2 separate regions of the Salvelinus alpinus genome follow, and region 2 is linked to region 1. A link is a contact called in public Hi-C data. All regions are on one chromosome and are shown on one strand. Each heading gives the region's core, a stretch centred on a gene start, on an enhancer-like site or on the middle of the called end of the contact. The rest is flanking DNA. Distances are from core to core; before and after follow the strand shown.

Region 1 (3,974 bases), core at 467-2,966:
AAATCTAAACTCTTCACTTCAAAGGTCCATCTGCGGGTTTTCACTGCTCCCTTGTACTTGATTGATTAATTAAGGTCACTAATTAGTAAGGAACTCCCCACACCTGGGGTTTAATTGAAAGGGAAAACACTAAAACCTGCATACACTAGGCCCTCCTTGGTATGAGTTTGACACCCCTGGTCTACATGAGATTATTATGCATATTTTTATTTGTCAAAAGGCAGTCAAGCATCAATCATCATGTCACCAAAATAAAACCCTCAATATTTATTGAAAAGGAGCATCAAGACCCCCTGTGCACTTTCACCTCCCTGTGAAGTTAATCATTTATTTAATCTGTAGCCTAATAAACTGCATGGTTTCCCAAGTCATAGCGGGAGGAACACACACCATACCATCGCGTGACTCCAAGTTTACTTTGATATGATGGTTATTATATCAATATTTGCGCATAAAGGCATTCCAACACTATTTCTCTCATTATTAATTTTACCAACACAAAAAGATCCCACCATGTCGAATGAACAAATTCTGTCGTCATTTATAAAATTGTACTGAAAATACATGTTTCCATCACAGCTGTTTATATTTTTTTTTGGGGGGGGTGGTGTGACTTTACTCACATAAAAAATTGGGATGGAAACACCATGTGTTTGATGACATTCCAATTGCTCCTTTCCAGACATTTATTATGAGCCATCCTCCACTCAGCAGCCTACACTAATGGAAACATAGTTACTGACTCAAATTAATGAAATTAGTATAAATAATTGTTCCTTTGACTGAACGAATCGAAAAGATCACAATGAGTAAAAAGACTCGACCTTTCCATCGCTAGAAAAAGACCAGTGAGGTCTTCCCTATGCCTTAACCAGAGATACCTTTAAGGAGATGCAAAAATCCACTGGAATCGTAATAACACCCATCGTGTACGTTGCCCATGCGTTATCAATGAGCCGCGCGGTGCATTCTGGGACAAGGAGAGCTCTACTTTAAGGTGTAATGGGAGTCAATTGGGTGCTAGCTCAAAAAATATATATTGGCATACGTCTCGTCAACAAGAAGTACAACATAACAAATATTTTCGGAGATGTGAGATAATTAACTTATCTGTAATATCACATAGCTTTGGAATCTTGACATTAAGTACTTTCGAGGTAAATAGGCAGGTTTCTAGATTCGGTTTAGCAACCGCGTGACGCTTTATGACAACGTGAACGCGATTGGTCGACAGTGTGCTGGGTGAGACCTTATACATTCACCCATTTATTGCCCAGTGGGATTCATATCTCCTCCTTTCTCTAATAAATCTGCCTTAACCACAGAGTTTTTAAACCCAGAGGGGCAACATTGCGAGACTTTCGGGAAAGCTTGTGAAGCAGGCCAGGGTTTGAGTAGTCAATGAGAGAAGTTTTATATTTTTTTATTTATCGAAATCTAAAGGCACAACCTAGATTCGAGCCAATGTTTTAAGTAATTGTACATGTTATTAGTCCAACCTGTTAAAAGTGATAAACTGCACCTTTTCATTTTCGTCAAACACTATTTTATATTGGATTGCCTTTGATTTGATGGCAAGCACATGCGCAGTTTGGCGTTTGTCGACCGTTAGACCCGATTACGTGTTTCTGCGCATGAGTTTAGCTAGACAACGTCGCCATGACATCGCCTACGAGCGTGATCGTGGATTTATAAAGGATAAGCAGTTTCTGTCTTTGTCTTAACTGGCAGCTCGCTCCGCTTTACGTACGTCCTGGGTAACATCCGGGATTATGTTTCAACGCGCAGTCTCAATTCTTATAACATCTTTGTAAGCAATTTGTTTTGTATTTAATTTCAATTATGCCACACGAGTCGCTTTAATTATCAAAATAGAAATCGGTTCTGTATGACGATAAGAAGAAAATGCTTCACGTAGATTAATTCCAAAAGGGGAATCATTTTTCTCCGGCAAATCTTATGCCAGCCTTTGAGCTGGGTCCTTGAACTGTAAACAGTCGCCTTTGATTGCTTTCTCAGTGTTTCCGAGACAACGAGCTGTACATATATTGGTCACTTTAACTGATACTCGAGTGCAGAATGGTAACGTGAGAAGGAAAACATGAAAAAACATAACAGAAAAATATTCATCCTGATAGTTTTTGTGTATGTGGTGTTTTCCTTGTATGCTGCATACAACGTGTTTTTTAATACGAAGGTGATCACCCGTGTCCACAGAGTGGTGAAGAAAATTACAGTCGCAACCTCAGGTAAATTACCTAGCTAGCTACTTATCTGACAAAATAAACTCACTGTCCATAGTTTGCGGGTCATGTCCAATGCTGTATATGATCATATACAGTCAACACGTGAATACCCTGACATGGTTATGGACTGGTCATGTGAATTGGCTATTTGAAAACCACTAACTAGCTAGCTCCAATAAGTGTTCTTGTACTGTTGTTTTGGTGATTACAGGTGGTGGTGTTGTGGCTCCTTACATTGGGGATGATGTGTGGAACCCTTGGGAGGATGAGCAGGCTAATGCGCTTTCTGCTCTGCACAAACAGAGGGAGGCTTTCAGACAATACCAGGAGCGCATTGACAAGAACAGGCCCAAGAGATACAAAGTTCAAATCTGGGGGAAAGCGGCCATAGGTAATGCTTTTTTAGGGATCTTCTGTGATAAGTTGTACAATATTGCTTGATATCTCTTTGTTGTTTGACGCTTCCTCTTACAATGTTAGGTTACATTATGGCGTAAAAAACATTCTTATGGATATTGTCCCTCTGAAGTAACTCCTCTCTTCTATCAGGACTTTACCTTTGGGAACATATTTTAGAAGGTCCCCTCAGCCCCACTGACATACAAGCACAGTGGAGAGAGGGGGAGATACAGGTGGGAAAGATAGATTTCAGGTAAGGCATCACAAATGAGACTCCTATCACAATATAAGATGCATATGATCTAGCTGATGTCAGCTATTCTGACAGCCCTCCACCCACCATCTGTCTGTCTGTAGTTTCTACACAGGCCCAGCGGTGATCCAAGGCCACGTTCCTCTGGACACAGACAGTGTGGTTCTGGTGCTGAACGGCCGGGAGCAGCAGAAGATCTCCTACGCCACCCGGTGGCTGCAGCATGTCCAGACCTTGATGCAGTTCCACGCTGTGAATCGTGTGGCTGTGGTTCTGCTGGGCAGCGAGCGCTGCACCAACGACTGGATCAGCCCCTACCTGAGGAGGCACGGGGGCTTTGTGGACCTGCTCTTCCTGGTCTATGACAGCCCCTGGGTCAACGACAAGGATGTCTTCCAGTGGCCCCTTGGAGTAGCCACGTAGGTCATCTGAACCCTTATTCATAAAGTGTCAGAGAAGGAGTGCTAATCTAGGATCAGTTATATCTTTGAGATCATAATTATATGGAAAGAGGACCTGATCTTAGATCAGCACTCCTACTCTGAAATGGTTTGTTAATACAGGCCCTGATTTAGTTTGAGGGTTTCTCTGAGTTTGTTTCTCATGTTTCAGAATTCTGCACTTCTTGTTTGTCTTTCTTCCCTCAACATGTACTTTTCCCTTCTTTCAATCATGTTTCCATTGTAGGTTACATAATAGTACATTTTAACACTTTAGGTATAGCATTGCACCAGAGAGGAGCATATTTTAAAAGTGGATTTGTATGCCCACTCTGTTCAGATACAGGCAGTTTCCTGTGGTCATGCCAAACTCTCATATGGTGAGCTCCACAAGGCCTTTCCTCTGTAACTTCCTGGGAACTGTCTACAAGAACTCCTCGAGGGAAGCACTCATGGAGATCTTGAAACAAACAGGACTGGACAAAGAGTGCATCACTACTGGCAGAGAGAAGTATTTCACTATGCTGTCACTGTCAAGCACTGTATCAATTCACAATAATGGTTTTCCGTCCAATTTTTGCATCCTGTCTTTCTCAATGAGGTTTGGACCTCTAGTAGCTCACTTCACTTGAAATA
Region 2 (3,974 bases), core at 918-3,417, 170 kb after region 1:
TGATGTCATGGCTTTAGAAACTTCTGATAGGCTAATTTACATAATTTGAGTCAATTGGAGGTGTACCTGTGGATGTATTTCAAGGCCTACCTTCAAACTCTGTGCCTCTTTGCTTGACATCATGGGAAAAGAAATCAGCCAAGACCTCAGAAAAAGTCTGGTTCATCCTTAGGAACAATTTCCAAACACCTGAAGGTACCATGTTCATCTGTACAAACAATAGTACGCAAGTATAAACACCATGGGAACACGCAGCTGTCATACCGCTCAGGAAGGAGACGCGTTCTTTCTCCTAGAGATGAACGTACTTTGGTGCGAAAAGTGCCAATCAATCCCAGAACAACAACAAAGGACCTTGTGAAGATGCTGGAGGAAACAGGTACAAAACTATCTATATTCACAGTAAAACAAGTCCTATATTGACATAACCTGAAAGGCCGGTCAACAAGGAAGAAGTCACTGCTCCAAAACTGCCATAAAAATGCCAGATTGCGGTTTGCAACTGCACATGGGGAAAAAGTTGTACTTTTTGGAGAAATGTCCTCTGGTCTGATGAAACAAAAATAGATCTGTTTGGCCATAATGACCATCGTTATGTTTGGAGGAGAAAGGGGGAGGCTGGCAAGCCGAAGAACACCATCCCAGCAAGCACGGGGTTGGCAGCATCATGTTGTGGGGGTGCATTGCTGCAGGAGGGACTGGTGCACTTCACAAAATAGATGGCATCATGTGGCAGGAAAATTATGTGGATATATTGAAGCAACATCTCAAGACATCAGTCAGGAAGTTAAAGCTTGGTCGCAAATGTGTCTTCCAAATGGACAATGACCCCAAGCATACTTCCAAAGTTGTGGCAAAATGGCTTAAGGACAACAAAGTCAAGGTATTAGAGTGGCCAGCACAAAGCCTTGACCTCAATCCTATAGAAAATTTGTGGGCAGAACTGAAAAAGTGTGTGCAAGCAAGGAGGCCTACAAACATGACTCAGTTACACCAGCTCTGTCAGGAGGAATGGGCAAAAATTCACCCAACTTATTGTGGGAAGCTTGTGGAAGGCTACCTGAACCGTTTGACCCAAGTTAAACAATTTAAAGGCAATGCTACCAAATACTAATTGAGTGTATGTAAACTTCTGACCCACTGGGAATGTGATGAAAGAAATAAAAGCTGAAATAAATCATTCTCTCTACTATTATACTGACATTTCACATTCTTAAAATAAAGTGGTGATCCTAACTGGGAATTTTTACTAGGATTAAATGTTAGGAATTGTGAAACTGAGTTTAAATGTATTTGCATAAGGTGTATGTAAACTTCCGACTTCAACTGTATAAGACCTAAACTGATATGTTTGAAAGTCCATAAGAATAAACCGCACCATTCAATTCACACAAATTAAGGGGTTACATATAGTAAATGCCATTGAGTTCCTTATTCTCTAGCGGCTAGCCCATATTTAAGTCTGACGTAGAGTTAGTGCTGCTGCATATGGTGCCTTCAGAAAGTATTCATGCCCCTTGACTTATTCAATTTTTCTGTATTACAGCTTGAATTCAAAATGGATTAAATATGTATTTTTTTCTCCACCACCTACACACGATACCCCATATTGACAAAGTGAAAACATGTTTTTACAAATGTTTAGTAATTTATTAGAGATTTCTCATTTACATAAGTATTCACACCCCTGAGTCAATACTTTGTAGAAGCAACTTGACAGGTAACAAAAGTTGCCTGCGAGTTCTATTGTTCATTGCTATACTGTAATGCCATCGTGTGACCATTAGGTATTATTACATGAATTTATGTATTTCATGTTTTACATAACACAGTGGAATAAAAAGCAGAGGTTATGCAAAATCCTATGTTGGTCATATAAACAGAGGACCTGGTAGTGTGAATTTTCAACAACTACCAAATTGTCCATGTTGAAAGCAGCACTAGCTTCCACAGCCACAGTCATAAACCCCGACCATTTCTACTTTAAATGTTAAACCTAACCTTAACCTCACTGCTAACCTTGTGCCTAACCAAAAATACAAAATTATATATTTTTTCATGAATTTTTACAATATTATAGAACCTTTTGACGTTATGGCTGTGAAATCTAGTGGAACCCGGTTTAAAGGGCACGACTCGAGCTTTGACTTTCAGTTTCGTTTCTCCGGAAGTGTGACTGACGACCAATTGCAAATTGGGTGAGGTTCATAAAATATAATTTCTCCGACCGAAACACGATGTCGTCTGTCGTGTCTCAATATGTAACAAAAATTCTGTGTGGAAATCAAGGATGCTTGGACTTCAAGCAGCTTGACCAGATCGTTGGTCAAAAGTTTACTGTTGCAGATGAGGTCCTCCTTGGAATACTTTGTGACAGAGGAAAATATGCCATCAGTAAAGGCGAAGGAAAGGCCTCGCGTCTCGCTATGAGCCAGAACAGTGTTATTGTTGCAAAGACTTCACTGCGAGTCTGTCAAAGCCCTCCTGGCGATTGTCTTCATTGCGAGAACTTACACCTGTGCAGATACTTTGTATGCGGTAACTGCAGGTTCGGGTAGGTGTCATGTTCTGTCAGACTATATAAACATTATTTGTTTTATCTCAGTGGAACTACAGATGTTTCATATCATAGGTAAATACTCTGAGGTAAAATTAGTTTCATATTGGATATTCGGTTCTCTCCTCAATAGCAATTGAACAAGGCATGCTATGGCTATACAACTGGTATATTTTGAATCGGGTGAATGGAGAACAATCCGCTACTTTTATTTATAATAACAAAGATTGAATAGTTCTTAAACAAATCATGTCATGACAATGAAAATTATATCTGAATCAAGGGAAGATGGAGAACAATCCATGTTTTTTTTTTTTTAAGTAAATTGAAATCCAGAAAAGTCTTCAATAGCTCTTAGATTTCAATCTTCTATAGCTCTTAAACAAAGCGTGCCGTGACTATGAAAATTATGTATTCTGAATCAAGGGAGATGGAGGCCCCCCGCCCAAAAAAGGTATGGATTTTTCTCCATCTTCCCATGATCCAGAATATATAATTTTCATAGTCACGGCACGATTTGTTTAAGAGCTATTGACAGAGAGAACTGAATATCCAATATTTAGTAATGTTGATAATTCGGGTGTAGAATCTGCTATTGTTACACTTTGACCACAAACACACCTGTTGTAACTGGCCCTGTGACTCATTCATTTGCAATGAGTATTGGATATCATAAGCTTTGATTGGACTAGTTAGTGAATAGATATAGTAGCTAACAACAACATATTTTTGCTGAGGAGCCAACAGCATTGTTGACCTGACTAATGCTTGAAAGTTAGTCATGTGACTCTTTTGTTGTCTTGGTTTTGTTGCTCATCTTTTGTCAATGTACTTACATTGTTTGCATTTCTCTTTAAACTCTAGGAACAAGTGCAAAAATGCCCACAGTCTAGATTCCACACACAACACAGCTCTTATAAGGAGTGTGGGTCACCATGATCTGGGGGAGGCAGAGCTGTTTCCACTACTGCTGCAGAACGACCCCTACCTGATGCCTGAGGTGGGTGGCTCCCAAAATTACCTCTACCAATTAGTGGATCTAAAAAGATTGGATAGGTTACTGGGAAGGTTAGCAATAAGGTAATACTGTATGTTCACCTCCTTACTCTGTAATAGCTGGAATTTCTGCCATACTGTTTATTAAAACTTCTTAAGTATAGGGGGCAGTATTTTCGTTTTTGGCGAAAAAACGTACCCATTTGAAACTGCCTATTTCTCAGCCCCTGAAACTAGAATATGCATATCATTGTCAGATTAGGATAGAAAACACTCTAAAGTTTCCAAAACGGTCAAAATATTGTCTGTGAGTTTAACAGAACTGATATTGCAGGCGAAAACCTGAGGAAAATCCAATCAGGAAGTGCCTCTTTTTTTTTAAACCTCTCTGTTCTTATGCATGCCTATCATCAATTTAAAG

What was found. Hi-C and Micro-C count contacts between places; a contact is called where the count stands out from the background.
Region 2: a Hi-C map of muscle shows a contact between it and region 1, with 8 times the contacts expected there. The contact joins the promoter of parp12a here to the promoter of rxylt1 in region 1. A contact is called at or near these places in 3 of 3 Hi-C or Micro-C datasets (liver, muscle and red muscle).

Annotation. Positions count from the first base shown.
Region 1 is chr15:47,220,903-47,224,876 of SLU_Salpinus.1, forward strand. rxylt1 (ribitol xylosyltransferase 1) reads left to right here and starts at 1,717. Exons shown (of 6, transcript XM_071343807.1): 1 at 1,717-2,249; 2 at 2,458-2,637; 3 at 2,796-2,898; 4 at 3,003-3,317; 5 at 3,679-3,849. The coding sequence starts at 2,102.
Region 2 is chr15:47,393,583-47,397,556 of SLU_Salpinus.1, forward strand. It overlaps parp12a (poly (ADP-ribose) polymerase family, member 12a), which reads left to right and starts at 2,168. Exons shown (of 12, transcript XM_071343811.1): 1 at 2,168-2,554; 2 at 3,422-3,557. The coding sequence starts at 2,238.